Linked DNA regions of Mus musculus: regions 2, 3 and 4 are each linked to region 1. The links are chromatin contacts, called in public promoter capture Hi-C maps. All regions are on one chromosome and are shown on one strand. The core of a region is the stretch at or near the end of the contact, and the rest is flanking DNA. Distances in the headings are between cores, read along the strand shown.

What was found. Promoter capture Hi-C pulls out the DNA fragments that hold promoters and counts their contacts.
Region 2: a promoter capture Hi-C map of liver shows a contact between it and region 1, with 3 times the contacts expected there. The contact joins the promoter of Abcg1 here to the promoter of Brpf3 in region 1. A contact is called at or near these places in 3 of 39 promoter capture datasets (liver and pre-B cells).
Region 3: a contact with region 1 is called in a promoter capture Hi-C map of liver, with 2.9 times the contacts expected there. The contact joins the promoter of Ergic1 here to the promoter of Brpf3 in region 1.
Region 4: a contact with region 1 is called in a promoter capture Hi-C map of pre-B cells, with 3 times the contacts expected there. The contact joins the promoter of Crebrf here to the promoter of Brpf3 in region 1. A contact is called at or near these places in 3 of 39 promoter capture datasets (cranial neural crest, liver and pre-B cells).

Annotation. Positions count from the first base shown.
Region 1 is chr17:28,799,528-28,803,093 of GRCm38.p6, forward strand. It overlaps Brpf3 (bromodomain and PHD finger containing, 3), which reads left to right and starts at 1,599. Exons shown (of 13, transcript NM_001081315.1): 1 at 1,599-1,834. Gm35883 (a long non-coding RNA gene) reads right to left here. Exons shown (of 4, transcript XR_003952337.1): 4 at 3,364-3,566.
Region 2 is chr17:31,055,890-31,059,455 of GRCm38.p6, forward strand. Abcg1 (ATP binding cassette subfamily G member 1) reads left to right here and starts at 1,805. Exons shown (of 15, transcript NM_009593.2): 1 at 1,805-1,967. The coding sequence starts at 1,926.
Region 3 is chr17:26,559,940-26,563,505 of GRCm38.p6, forward strand. Ergic1 (endoplasmic reticulum-golgi intermediate compartment (ERGIC) 1) reads left to right here and starts at 1,573. Exons shown (of 10, transcript NM_026170.3): 1 at 1,573-1,693. The coding sequence starts at 1,674. 1700049J03Rik (a long non-coding RNA gene) reads right to left here. Exons shown (of 4, transcript XR_001782188.2): 1 at 2,151-3,566.
Region 4 is chr17:26,713,865-26,717,430 of GRCm38.p6, forward strand. Crebrf (CREB3 regulatory factor) reads left to right here and starts at 1,786. Exons shown (of 9, transcript NM_029870.2): 1 at 1,786-1,910.

The DNA of each region.
Region 1 (3,566 bases), core at 349-2,848:
ACAAGACGTGAAATTCCTATTTGTTCCTCAATTTTTTTAAAGCTAAAAGTAATTGCAATATTTTCTTCCTCTAGGGCCTTCCCTTCCACAATTAATCTTTCCACACCTTCCCTCCTGTGATTATTCCCCCAAGCTTTAACAACAGTTGACTAATTCACAGCATTTCTGCTTCAAAGCTTTCAAAACACTGTGGGGTGGGGGTGCTGGCGGAGGCGATTGCTTGGCTCCACAAGCCACGCCCTTTCCTTCTTAAAAATTGGTTATTTTTGCAGTATGTTATTACCATCTATCAAGAACACACTCCTGTAAGGAAACCCAACTTCCATGCTTCACTCAACTGGTAAATTCTCAACTCTTAGGATGCTGAACACCTATACTTCAATGTAAATAAAAACACAAGGTTTGGGCCGTGAGAAATGTTTATTCTCTACTCTTTCAACTGTAGTACCCAGGTCCTGGATACCAGAGCCAATCGAGCAATTGAAAGTCTCACCAGCCGTTCGTGTAGAGGAAACGCTTTCAAAATATATCATTCATCTTCATCTTCGATAGCAGTTTATCCATATATCCTTTATAAGCATCATTAAGTATTGGTGCTTAAGATCTCTGTCACGAGGTAAGCTTTCAAATTTATAGGTACATGCGCTCGTGGAGGGGCAAAGGGACCTTTTCTTCTATTTATTTTTTCTTTTATTAGAACAAAAGGCAGCTTGAGTACACTTCAAAGTCTGGGAGTTGCTGTTTGACAGGCAGGCTGCCTTTGAGAAAGCCGTTCAGTGCATTAAATTAACCGACTCCTGGCCAAATCAAATTCAAGGGGAAAAGTATTTCCCATGCCTAGAGTGACAAACGGAATTACGAGGCACGCTTAAGCAGACTGTCAAACTTTTATGTTTACTTAAAAAAAAAAAAACTCCACACAGATGGAAAAGTCTGGTCCGTGGCAGCCTTGTGTGCCAGGAGAGGCTCACCTGTACACACACCACAGGCACGGGTCTTTCCCGGGCTGTCCGCACTGGGGGAGGGGATGGGTGGACATCGCTAGACCTTTGTCCCGGGGGCCTGGGGAGGGACGACTTTCTGGAGGCTTCGCAGCCACCTGCACTCTGGGAAGCCACACACAGTGTGGCCCTCCGGGGTCGTCCTGGGGCGAGCTTTGTGGGTGGGTGGGAGCATGGGCGTTCCCACCTCGGGGGCGGCGGGTGGCCCCACGCTCTGGCTGGGATGGGGTGAGCCACCGCTCCGTGGATTCAGAGTGGGAACCCCGACTAGATCAGCTCTGGGACAGGCCCAGGGTGAAGCGGCCCCGCCGCGTCCGCACCGCCACCGTGAGGCCGTGCCGGGGACGGTGCCCCGTGGAGGTGGCGCTGCCGCTTCGCGCTCATCTCCCCGCCCGTCTCCCCGCCGCCGCTGCCGCCGCGCCGGGCTGGGCTCGGGCGGGGGCATCCGCTCCGGTCTCCCCGCGCTTTCGCGCTCCCGCTTCGCGTGCGGCGGCTCGATCCGGGGAGGGAGTGAGGGAAGGGGTGGAGGTGGCGGGGGGAGGCCGAGGGGCGGATCCTGCCTGGGGGCTGATCCCTCCCTCCCCTCGGCCGGGCTCCGTGGCGGGCGGCAGCGGTGGTGGCGGCGGTGGCTCCATTCCCCCTCCTCCCCCGGGAGAGGCGGCCGGGCCCGGGGAGACGGAGCGGAGGGCCGGAGCGGGAGGAGGCCGCGCTCCCTCAGCCGGGCCGCGCACGGAGCTGCTCGCTCGCCCGGCCCGCTCGCCCGGCCGCTCACCCGGCCGGCCGCGCTCGCGCTCAGGGGGCCCCCGAAGCTAGGGGCCCGGCCGGCGGCTGAGGTAAAATGGGGGCGGCGGCGGCGGGGCCGGAGCGAGCGGGGGCGGCGGGGGCCGGCGGGGAGCGAGCGCTGCGCGCGAGGGGGCGGCCGGGGCGCACAGGGGTGTCCCGATGGGGCGTGGGGGTGACGCGCGACCTCTCCCCCGGAGCGAGGGCGGCGACGAGGCCGGGAAAAGCGCGCGGAAGGGAGCTGCAAAGCGAGGACCCCCTCCCGCACCCGCCATCTTGTTTCTCCCCGGTCCTGGCAGCCAAACGGCTAAGCCCCGCCCTCCCCGTGCTCCCCTATTGGCCTGGCTAGACCAGAGTCCCGCCTTCAGGGGCCGCCCTCGGCGCACGGGTTCCCCCTTGACGGGCAGGTTGGGCGGCCAATAAGTGCTTGCATCTCCGCGTCCTCCCCCCCCCTCCCCACCCCTCCGCCGTTCGCTGGCGCTCGCTTTCTCTGTGAGGGTCGGACTCTGCGTCTATCTGTGGTGCGCCTACCCTCTGGGTTGTTTTTTTTAGGGGGAGATATTTCTCTTTTTTCTCCTTCGGGGGGTGTCGTGAAGATTCCACTGGAAGAGGAGTCCCTTTAAAGGGACAGAGACCTTGTCTGGAGTCTTACCTGGTCTCATGAGTCCCTTGTGTGGCGTGCAGGGCGGGTTCCGTCCAATTGTTGAAACTCCTCATTCGGGGGCCAGGGTGAGGTGGTCGAGTTGGGGATCCCGGGTCGCTAAGAACGTCTCTGAAGGGGGCTGTTGGGGGTACTCGGCAGTGTGTGTATGGGAAGAGTTGTGTACGTGAGGAAACTCCCGCCAAAAAAAAAATACCAACCCTGGTCTAGTTGTTAGCTCCTTGTAGGCGAAACTCTTGGTTTCCCCTGGCAGTAGCCCAGCTGGGTCCCATGGGTTTGCCCCCTGTGATCGCATCGCGGGAGCCCCGAATGGGGATGGAGACGACTTCTGAGACTACAGGATGGGGTTCTTGTAGATTCTTCAAAATCGATACTGAAGTGTGTGTTTCCTCTCCAGAGGCTGCTTGCCTTTGGAGAATTGGGGAATGGAATCTGTTGGCTGGGACTACTTTTGAGACCTTGAGGTTGGTACGGGATCTCGTGCCCTCAGGGCTTCGGGTTGAACAGAAGTGCGGTAAAGGTCCTTTAGCTCCAAATGGTGGTGTATGCCTGCCTCAGGTTGCTCCACAGCCAGGTTAACTTAAGTCACACCTTGGGACTGAGAGGCCTTTACACTGTGGTTGTCAATGGTGACTTATTGATCATCCTTAAGAAGTAGATATTTCTGCCCTTGCTTTTATTACATTTTTATTTTTTTTAAATTTTATGTGCCTGGGCATGTTGCCTGATATATGCCGGGTTCCCCAAGAATTCAGAAGAGGGCTTCCAATACCCTGGAACTGGAGTTACTGGAGTTGTGATCCACAGTGTGGGTGCTAGGCATCCTCTTAAATGCTGTTATTTTTCCAGCATGCATATATATATATAATTATTATTATTAAACAATATGTGTATTGGTGTTTTGCCTAGGAATTGAACCTGGGTCCTCTGGAAGAACAGCCAGTGCTCTCAACTGTGCTGAGCCATCTCTCCTATGAACATTTTACATTTTTAGAGGGTCTCGCTATGTGCGTTGCTAGTCTGAAATACTATATAGATCTGCTTGGCCTCAAATTCCACAGAGAAGGCAGTACTTAAGAATAGCGCCTCTGCCTCCAGAGTACTGGGCTGGAAAGTGTGCTAGT
Region 2 (3,566 bases), core at 555-3,054, 2.3 Mb after region 1:
GTGAGAACCCCACACATGGCTGTCTCTGTCTGAGCCCTGTGCATTCTCAGGAACCCAGAAAGCCCTGCCTCCCATCTGAAGCTCCAGTACACAGGCTGCATGGAGGCTGCTGGGGGCTGGAAGCTCATTGGCCTACTTTTGAATTAAAGGTTCATCAAAGGAATGTGAATCAAAGGGGGCGTGGAAATGGGGGAAGGGGTGGGGATGGGGTTGAGTAGAAGGGGCTTGAGAAAGAGAGAAATGCCAGAAGAAAATTCTGAAAGTAGGGAGAACAGACAGAGGGTAGATATCTGCAAAACCAGGCATGCTGATACCATGGCCTGTGTCCTGGTCACATTATTCAGTGTCTCCCCTTGTCCATTCTTGCTGCTTTACAGCATGGTTGGGCACCAGGGCAGACAGTAGCCCAGGCCCCAGAAACCTTTCTCACTCCCTGGGAGGTTTGTACTCTTTTTTTTTTTAATCTGAATTTTATTTTTATTTTTTTTCTATCCTTTTTTTTTCCATTTTTTATTAGGTATTTAGCTCATTTACATTTCCAATGCTATACCAAAAGTCCCCCATACCCACCCACCCCCACTCCCTTACCCACCCACTCCCCCTTTTTGGCCATGGTGTTCCCCTGTACTGGGGCATATAAAGTTTGCGTGTCCAATGGGCCTCTCTTTCCAGTGATGGCCGACTAGGCCATCTTTTGATACATATGCAGCTAGAGTCAAGAGCTCCGGGGTACTGGTTAGTTCATAATGTTGTTCCACCTATAGGGTTGCAGATCCCTTTAGCTCCTTGGGTACTTTCTCTAGCTCCTCCATTGGGAGCCCTGTGATCCATCCATTAGCTGACTGTGAGCATCCACTTCTGTGTTTGCTAGGCCCCAGCATAGTCTCACAAGGAGGTTTGTACTCATAACCTTCTAGAATGCCCTGGCTTTGTCAGCCTTCTTGATACCAGATAGGGCCATCGGTCCCTCCGGTATTAGAAGCCCACCCTCTTCCCTCCAAACTCAGCCACACCCACTTTTCTTTCTGTGATGCTAGGGAGAAGCTTAGCTGAGGTCAAGGATCTGAGGATGTGACAACCACTTGCCTGCCCCTTTCTAGGAGAGCAGAAAGTACCCCAGCACACCCAAGTGTTGGAGCGGGTGGCTCTACTGTGCTGGGGGTGACAGAGAATCATTTCAACAGAAGACTTAGTTTAGGATCTGAGGTTGGGATTAAAGATTTTCACCACGGTTACCACGCAACGTCCCATTTACAAATCACAGGGGTTTCAGTAGGGTACAAGAACGTGGCTGTGTAAGACACTGGAAACACCCCTGTGGCTTATTTGGGGATGGAGTGGTGCTGATGGAGACCTAGGAGCTATCTGTATGAACGCCCATGCTGCCTCAATTTAGGGTCACCGCACACTAGCGCTAAGGGAAAAGCCCTGGGGCTGTTTTCTACGTTTGTCCCTGGGGCTTCTACCTGGAAGGCATGCATAACAAAGGCAGAACAAAGGAGCCACCTGCCTTCTTCCCTATCCCATTGATCTCAAGCTACCTCGGGAGGTTTCCGAAACAAGGACCCCGTGGTTTGTAGGGCGCCCCCACTGGTTCGTCTAGGGTTGAGCTGGCCCAGCTCCTGCAGGGTCCCTGAAGTGGGCTTCCCAGGCCCAGGCGGTTGGGAGAGGCCTAGCAGACAGCTTCGGGTCCAGAGCATCCTCCAGCCGCTCCGCAACAGGAGCAAAACAAGAGCACGCGCACCTGTCGGCGCCCCGCCCCCTCCGCCCGGCCCAATCGTGGGCAGGGGCGGGGCCGGGGCGCAGTCGGAACCCGCGCAGAGCGCCGCGGAGGAGCAGGAGCAAGCGCAGCCTCGTTCCTGCAACCTCGTCCCCGCCGCCCGCAGACTTGTCTCCACTGCCGCTGCCGCCGCCGCCCCCGGGGCATGGCCTGTCTGATGGCCGCTTTCTCGGTCGGCACCGCCATGGTGAGTCGCACATCCTTCGCACTCCGGGCTGGCTTTTATCTTCTAAGGAAACAGGAAGCTCAAAGCCAGGCTGGCTGGTCCTCACACCAGCCGCCTATGAGCGCATCCTCCGGGCGCTGACCTGGGGTGCTCTGGAGAGGTGCCCGGCGCTGCTCGACTCCGCCCTGGCCACCTGGAGCTTTGAGATGCTCCTGTACTGGCTTAGGGCATCCAGAAGGTGGAGTGGGGCGCGGGTAGCGAGCAACCCCACAAGTGGACAGGTAGATGGCCTTGACTTGTCCGCCTCCTGGGTGAGGGGCTGGAGATGTGGAAGCGCACTGGGGAGGGACTGCAGGCTCAGCCCGAGGGAGGGGAGGGTCAGATCTCTCTGAGGAGCTCTGTGGAGCGGGCAGACGGCGGGGGACTTCTTGCGCCACCCTCTGGAGTCCTGGGCACAGTGGGGGGGGGGGGACACAAAAAGAGAAACTGCGCCCCACGAAACGGAGCCTGCTCTCCTGCGCTCCCCAGAGACAGCTACTCTTGGAGGAGGCAGCGAAGTCCCAGGGGAGACAGAGGAGGACGAGCTCAGATCCCTGCCAGGGTGAGGGTAGGGTGTGGGCATTTACACGCCCCCATCCCCCCAGATACCAGTGTTAGGACAAAACCTGGGTGCTACAGAATTGCTAGACAAGTATTGTTTCTCAGAGGTGGGCAAGCGTCTCCTCTTCCACGGTCACTCAATGCTCCAGGAGAAAGCTAACATACAACAACAAAAACCAGCCCACCATCTGTCTGGTCTCACCCTTGGCCCTACCGGCTCTGTCTAACAAGCGGACATTGCGGTTAATAACCTCTTAAGCTGACTTCAGACTGTGGTGGAGTATAAACAGCAAGCCCTCCGTTTTCCCACCCGAATCGTGCCTTTCTTTCTGTTACTAGCCTGCCTGTTCCTTCCCAATACGCTAGAAGCCCACATCTCACAGTCCCTCCCCTTTATTTCATTTTTAGCATCCTGTATTTGAAGTCAGCAAGGCTCCCCAGGATTTGACCGACAGTTACCTCTTGCCTTGCGCTCTAGAGGAAAAAAAAAAAAAGCACTCGGCTTTGTGCGCATGCTCTGCTCTGACAACCGCATCCTGTGATTCCAAACAGGTTACTGTAGAACTCGTCTCGAGCCCTGCCCGCCGACTCATTATGTAATGATTTTGTGTAAACCGATAGAATGGAGCAAAGATGCACTGTGGTGATGGTGGTGGTTAGCAGGGGGTGGGGTGAGGCGGGAAGGAAGACCCTTCTAAGCTGCTCCCCATCCTTGGGCTGTGCTCCATTTCAGACTCGCCAGAGTCAATGAAAACAGGAATCGCTTCTCCTCGGGTATTCCAGTCTGCACCTTTATCTAGTTGACTCTACCTGGAGGCTTGGTTAACACTGAAAAATTGGCCCTTGTGCACGTATCTATCAATGTGAAGATTATTACTAGCAACAGAAAATTATGATAATTGACGATCTTTGCAAAGAGAGGAAGTTTGATGGGTTCTCTCTGCACAGAACTGGTTTGAACATGTAGATAAACGAACCGAACTGCTGTAGGATATAGGTTTCCATACAACATTATGGTTT
Region 3 (3,566 bases), core at 323-2,822, 2.2 Mb before region 1:
CCTCCCTGCCCATCCTGCCTTTTGAACTTGGATCCCCACTTTTCTCCTTAAGTTGTTGTCTTAAATCGCAGCTTTGAAGAAGGCATCAGCAGCAGAACCCAGGGAAGTTCAGAAGTCAGATTTCCCCTACATGGGTGTCCTAGTTTGCTTTTTCTCTGCTGTGATAAACTCCCACCAAAGCAGCTCTGGGAGCAAAGGGTTTATCTGGCTCATACATCCACACGCCCTTCAGGGAGTGAAGTCTGGGTAAGTAGGTACTCAAGGTAAGAACCATGAAGCAGGGCCGGGCGTGGTGGCGCACGCCTTTAATCCCAGCAGAGGGAGGTGGATTTCTGAGTTCGAGGCCAGCCTGGTCTACAAAGTGAGTTCCAGGACAACCAGAGCTATACAGAGAAACCCTGTCTCAAAAAAACCAAACAAAAAAAAAAAAAAAAAAAAAAAAAAAAAAAAAAAAAAAAAAAAAAGAACCATGAAGCAGAAACTGAAGCAGAGACCTGTGGAGGATGGAAGGCTGCTAATGGGCTCCACTGCTCATATGCAGTAGCTTTCTGATCCCAGGATCCCATCCTAGGAATGTTGCTACCCATAGAGGGCTGGGCCTTCCTACATCATTACTTAGGAACTAAGAAAACTTTACACACATACAAGCCCTTAGGCTAATGTAGTGGAGCCATTTCTTCAATCTCTTCCAGGTATGTCAGATTGACAACTAAGACCAGCCAATCACAAAAAGTTTAGAGTTCAGCTGCCTCCTCCTCTAGCCCAGCAAGTTGAGGGAGGTTTTCCTCTGTACTTCTGTGTTTCTGAGAATGGAGGCTCCTAGGGGCAATCAGCGGTATGTTACCATTTCTAACCGTGCAAACTCAGAGCCTCTGGATAACCCTGCAAGTTCCTGACTTCAGGTTGGTAGATGCTCAACGAGTACTGGTTGGCATCAATCCCGAAGAAAGATGATAGAAGTGGCTAGCTAAGCCCAACTCTAACAGGTGGAGAAGCTGTCACTAGATGCCAGGCTGTTCACTAAAGCAGGGCCCCAACTACCTCCTTTGATACCTATGAAAAGTTGAAAAGTGGGATTAACAGTTATACAGATAGAGAAAGGGGTGGTGGTGGATCTCGGGAGCCAGATGGCTTTTCCTAAGAAGCAAGGGATGGGTGGGAGGTGGGTGGACTTTCTCAATCTAGGACTGCGTTGCCCATCCCCCAGTTTTAACCTTCACCCAGAACTAGCACCAAGCATGGACCCGCAATTTGTAGCATTTTTCTCTGATCTTCACAACGCAATGGCTTTGTTTTACAAGCACAAAACCCACTGCCTGAGGCAGAGCGATTTGTCCTGAGGCCCCACTTACGCTAGGAAAAAAGATCAGAGGCCAAAAAGAACCAAAGCGGGAGTCTTGGAGACCTGGGCTTGGGTAGCATCCCACTCTCGGGCCTTCCCATTCAGCGGGCCCTCGGGCCCCTTTAATGGGGCGGCGGAAGGGGCGGCCGGTGGATGTGGCGGCGCCCAATGGGCTGCGTGGAGCGTCACTTCCCGGCGGCGGGAGGCGAGTGGCGAGTGTCGGGCAGGCTGGCGGGGGCGGGGCGGCCGAGGAGGCGTTGGCAGCGGGCTCGGACCCACGCGGCGCTGCGGCCCGCCTGGCCTGCAACGCTCCCACCGGCTCGGCGGCACGATGCCCTTTGACTTCAGGAGGTGAGTGAGGCCCCGGGCCCGAGGCCCTCTGCAGCCGGCGACGACCACCCCCCACCCCCCGTTACGTGCAAATGCGACCCTGGTGCACTGTGCACGCCTCGGCAGGCCCTAGGGGACCGCGGCCTTCCTCGGGGTTCGAGCCCTACCCCCACCCCTCGTGCAGCCCTGGCAAGCCCTCGCACTCTGTTTTCCACGGCGCGGTGTCCCCAGCTTGCCCCTGACATCTTTCATTCCCCTCCCCCAACCTGGGAACCAAATCTCCTCCCAAATCCCAAATAAAAGGAGCTCAGGCATCCTCAGGCTTTCTCCCCAGTCTTCCCTAGTGGACCCTGTCCTGGCTGACAGGTGGGGCCGCGCGCCTGGCTTTGCCCGGTGGGATCTGAGGGCTGCAGCCCCATTCAATCTGGCAGCAGTTGGAGAAGCTTAGTTCTTCAGAGCCTGAGAATCCTCTACCTACCAGATGTGGAGGCCTGTTCCCGCAAGCCATGGGGACAGTGCGGGAAGAGGAGGATGCTGGGATCTCGAGGTTCTGCAGAAGGTTCTTTGCCTCCTGGAACACCATTGTATAGGGCCAGGCCTTCTGGAAGCCTGCATGGGAAGGGCCTCCCCACCAGACATTCCCTTGACATAAGACGCTCTGAGATGCTCTGGGCTGTTGGGATACTTTGGAGCAAAAGGATTAGAAGCCTGGCTGTACCTCTCTACCCAGCTGCTTAGTAGATTCTCAATGTTAGAAGCAAAGGCTTAGGGTGCAGCCCCTCACCGCTCAGCTGGCTAACCCCAGCAGGTGTCTGGGCATGCTCAAAATATTGGTTTCACCTCTTGCAAATTGGTACTAAAAATAAGGTCACCACCTGAAAGACAGGGATTGTAAGGCACCCCTGACCCAGTCTCCATCACATGGAACTCAGAAGTAGGGCATCTGTGACTGAGGAGATCTGTGAGCGCTCCCCACAGCCAGAGAACGGGTATTCCTCCATTGGTCACAGTTTCCCCTCATCCTCCCCCTCTTACTGATGTGTATAGAGGCAGAACAGAGTGACAACCAATCTAAAAACGGCCCAAGATTCGGATCATGTGGTGGCATATGGGCAACCTGGGGTCAGGGCCCAGAGAGGACATTGGTTTCAGACCTCTTAACCAGCCAAAGTGGTTTTTAGCTCACTCTGGGCACTGGTACTATCTGGCAAACCAGCTTCCTGCTTGCTTGAGGTAGCCCCGGGGTCCATACCTGGGCTTAGACAAAAGCATACAGACCATGGTAGCTTTGAACCGAGAGGGCTTTGAGCCAGTTTTAGGGACACCCATTACCACAGTGTGCCCATGCAGAAAGAAGGGCAGTGGGCACATCCAGGCCCCCCCCTCAAACCTCCCAGGGCTGACCGGAAAGGGTCCCAACCCTCCTGTCCCCACACGGTTCTGCAAGTCCTAGGGATTTTGAGTTTGTTAAAGAAGTAACTGTTCTGGTTACTTCATCTTGTCAGTTCTCTGCCCCGCCTGCATGCCCCGCCTGCATGCTGGAAGGGCTGGGCAGATCTGGGCTCCAGTTGGAAGTTTGGGGGCTGGGGGCAGGTGAGATGAAAAAAAAAAAAAAAGGAAAACAGCTGGGGCCAGCTTTAGCCTTGTCAGGGCCTGCTTATTACTGACTAGTTTAAGGCATTGATATTTAAGGAGCACACCGCTCAACTTTCGGCTGCTACTGCCTTGGGGCTTTCTGGATGTGTCTCAGGCCCTGAGTGCCCGGGTGCCACAGGGTTCCCACTAATGCCAGTTGAGAAAGTCCTTGCTTGCTGGGGCTCACTGGAGACCAGTAAGAATGGATTCCCCACCGTTCGATCTCCTCACGCAGGGTGAGCTGTGGGTCCAGCCCATG
Region 4 (3,566 bases), core at 536-3,035, 2.1 Mb before region 1:
CTTACCAACCCTATGTAAATTATTTCACCCAGTTCTTACACCAATCCCATTTTTACAAAGGTAGAAATTTAGCTTCCTGGTTCACATGTGGTAAAGCAAGGATTCCAATCCAGGTTACTATTAAGCCTGTAACATAGTGACTGGCTATTTAATGTGCTTGGCATGGAGAACATAGGACAAGAGACATTGCTAGTCCCACCCCACCTTTGTCAGGATTATGATCTAGGCAGACTTTTTATCCCCAAATCCATGGTTGCTTGCTTTTGAACCAGGGAGCAAATTACAATGTAGTTCACACTCACCCTGAACAGAGACACACCTGCCTCAGGCTCCCCAGTGCTGAAGTCACAGGTGTATGTCATCACCTCTCATCCCAGACCATGATGGTGATAGTGAGACGCTACCACAATGGTTCTCAACCTGTGGATTGTGACCCCTTTGGAGGTCCAATGACCCTTTCACAGGGGTAGTCTAAGCCTATCAGAAAACACATTATATTACGATTTATAACAGTAGCCGAATTATTGTTTTGAAGTAGCAATGAAAATAATTTTATGGTTGGGGTCACCACAACATAAGGAACTTTAGGAAGGTTGAGAACCACTGATCTACCACTTGCCTGAGTCTTTGTGCATGGGGGAGGGGGAGTCTTAATTTGGCGGGGAGCGGAAGGTTACTTTGAGACTTGGTCTTATCCGGGCATGCAATTCAGTGTAGCTAAGAACACACTTCAATCTTCCTGCTTCCTTATCTCCAGTGCTGAGATCACAGGGGTCAATCACAATACCCCCTTCCTACATCCTCGCCTGCTTTGAAACCCCGAGTACTCCCAAGGGAAAACTGTTATTTGAAGGGAATCTGATGAGGTTTCTCTGTCCTTTAGTCTTCTTTTCCTATGCTTAAGAAAGTATGTTTTTCTGTGTCCATATGTGTGTGCGGGTGCAGACCAGTAACCCTGCACCCAGAAGACTAAGACAGGAGGGTCCAGAGTCTAAAGAGATTTCTGGAAACACAGGCTGCTATAATTAGGTAGGTTGTTTCCTTGAACAATAATTCTCCTGAGGTTTGTTTTTGTATTTTTTTTAAATAGTTCTCTTATCGTATGTGTCTGTTCGGAGAACTATTTGGGATAATGAACCTACCACAAACTACACATCCGATAAAATATCAACAGGATTAAGAGGCGTAAATCATCACATTATCACAGGTTAGACAGTCTTGTCCATAAAGCATCTAGTAGCAGTTTCTACAGCTGAATACAGGTCCTATCCCAAAGATGTATGCAGCCGACTCAGGGTCTGGGGATCCAGACTCAATAAATATGAGTTGATGAATGAACAAACAACTGAAGGCCAATTCAATCGGGGAACAGGAACGTCATTTACTAAACAGAATGTCGATGCAGCCCCCTACTAATTAATATTCCTGTAATCCCCCGTGGTTCAGTTAAACTGTAAAGTGGGCATTTGGACTCCTTGGCCTTCATCTTAGTTCTGAGGCTACAGACTGAATATGGAAGCCTCTGAAAAGAACATCACGCACGAACGCGAGCTTACTGCTCGCTATCCCCAGCGGCCCACGCCCACGCTCAGCAGCAGCCTACTAGCCCCCGCTCCGCCCTCTCTTCCTGGTTTTCCCCAGCAACCCGCCCCTCTGGTGTCACGTGACGGGCGCTAGCCCGGCCGAGCCTCTGATTGGCCAGACTTCAGGGCGCCTCGCGATTGGCCTGGGGCGGCGGGCCCCCGCCTCCCTCCTCCTCCTCGCCGCGGCCCACGTGAGGGGGGCGAGTCACGCGATTTCCGGGAACCCGTCAGGAAGGACATAAACAAAACAAACCGAGGCAGCATGGAGACGGCCCGCGGCCGCGTAAGCGCGGCCGGATCCAGTGCCTGAACCGCCTTCAGCCTCAGGTGAATGCCGAGCGGTCGCACGGGCGGGCGGGATGCAGCGGCAGAGAACCGCGGGTGAGAGGCGCGGGTGCCCGGCTCCGGGAGAGCGGGGCGGGGGCCGCCGGGCCGAGGGCGCGCGGAACGGGGTCGCCGATGCGAGCCGAATCGGGCTGCCCCCGCGGCCGACGGTTATATAAAGGGCGGGCGCGCGCCGGCGGGCGACCCCGTTAGGGCCGTGCCCTTTGCGCTCCCGGGAACCAGGGATCGCGACTGCCGGCAGCCGGCCTGTCAGAGCGGCGAGCGGGTGGGAGGGGCCGGGAGGGAGGAGAGGAGAGGAGAGGGGCGTGTGAGGGAGACCGGCACAGCTAGTGTTCAGAAGGCTCCGGACGGAGGAGCGGACCGGGAGAACTCTGGGCAGGGGCGTCGTGGGGCTGCTGTTCCCCCCGGCCCCTCCCCGGAGGCTGCGGGACTGGGGCCTCCCTCTCGGGATTTGTTTATATGTCCTCTCTAAGCAGCTTGAAAAGCCCGGAGGCGGAGCCCTCGCTGTCGAGTGGCGGCCGGTGCTGTCCAATGGAGGAGGCAGACGGGGTCCGTGGCGCCAATGGGCGCAGGGAGGCGGTGCCGCGCCCCCCCTCCCCCCCAGTAAGTTAGGCTGTGCTGGGGGTTGGTCCGACAGGGCGGCCATATTAGATGGGAGGGGACGGGCCTGGGGACGGGGGTTGTCACTGAGCGGGGCGGAGACGGGGCAAAGGGCGAGGAGCCGAGCCGAGCGGGGCGCGGGCCGGGCGGGCTGGGTGTGGGCTAGAGTCCCGGAGGGACCCGGAAGATGCCCGGAGGAGCCTGACCCGGCTCAGCCGCTCCCGAGTGGAGGCGGCCAGGGAAGTAGCGAGGGCAGTCTAGCCTCCCAGGGGGCGGTTCCTGGGTCTAGATGAAGCTTGGTCTCTGGCGTCTCCTTCTTGGTCGGCTCTCCGCTGCTTGGTAGATCCTGCCACCAAACCCTTTAATCGCCCACCTTTAACCCAAGAAAACAAACCGTTTTGCTACTTCTGAGCAGGCCTGAATCTTAAGACTACCTTAAGGAGGTATTTCTGTAGTTAGGGGTGTGTTTCTGTACCAGGTCTCCCGTGTAGAGGCAGGCATTCAGAGGAACTTCTGCTTTTCTGGGTATTGCAAAGAGAAAATTGGGACTGGAAAAGCAGACAAAATTGAGTGAGCGGCGTTTCTATCCACCCCCCCCCCAAAAAAAACAAAAACAAAAACAAAAAAAAAAACGTGGATATCTTCCAAAGATCAGGCCCTTGTGTTTCAAGTCTTAATTTGCCTCCCTTGCTCACATAAATTGGAAGCTAACATACTTAATGAGAAAACAGCCTTGAGAAAAGTATTTAGGTCTGATGAGTCTTTAGACTTTTGTCTATCCAGTATCAGCAAATGAGAAAAAGAATGAAGGTCTGACTTATTTTTTCAAAAGCAGAAATAGGAATTTTTTGTAAATTTTGTGACCTATGGTAAAATGATTGTCACTTTAATTCTACTTTAAAATATTTTTCAGTGTTGCCTAGTTTAAAAAAGCTGAGAGATACTCCAAATGGGGAAATGTGGATACAAAATTGGAATTGTTTTGGCACCATATTAGCCTTGTTAAATGCTTTTTAAAGCTTTTAAGATGAGTTTATA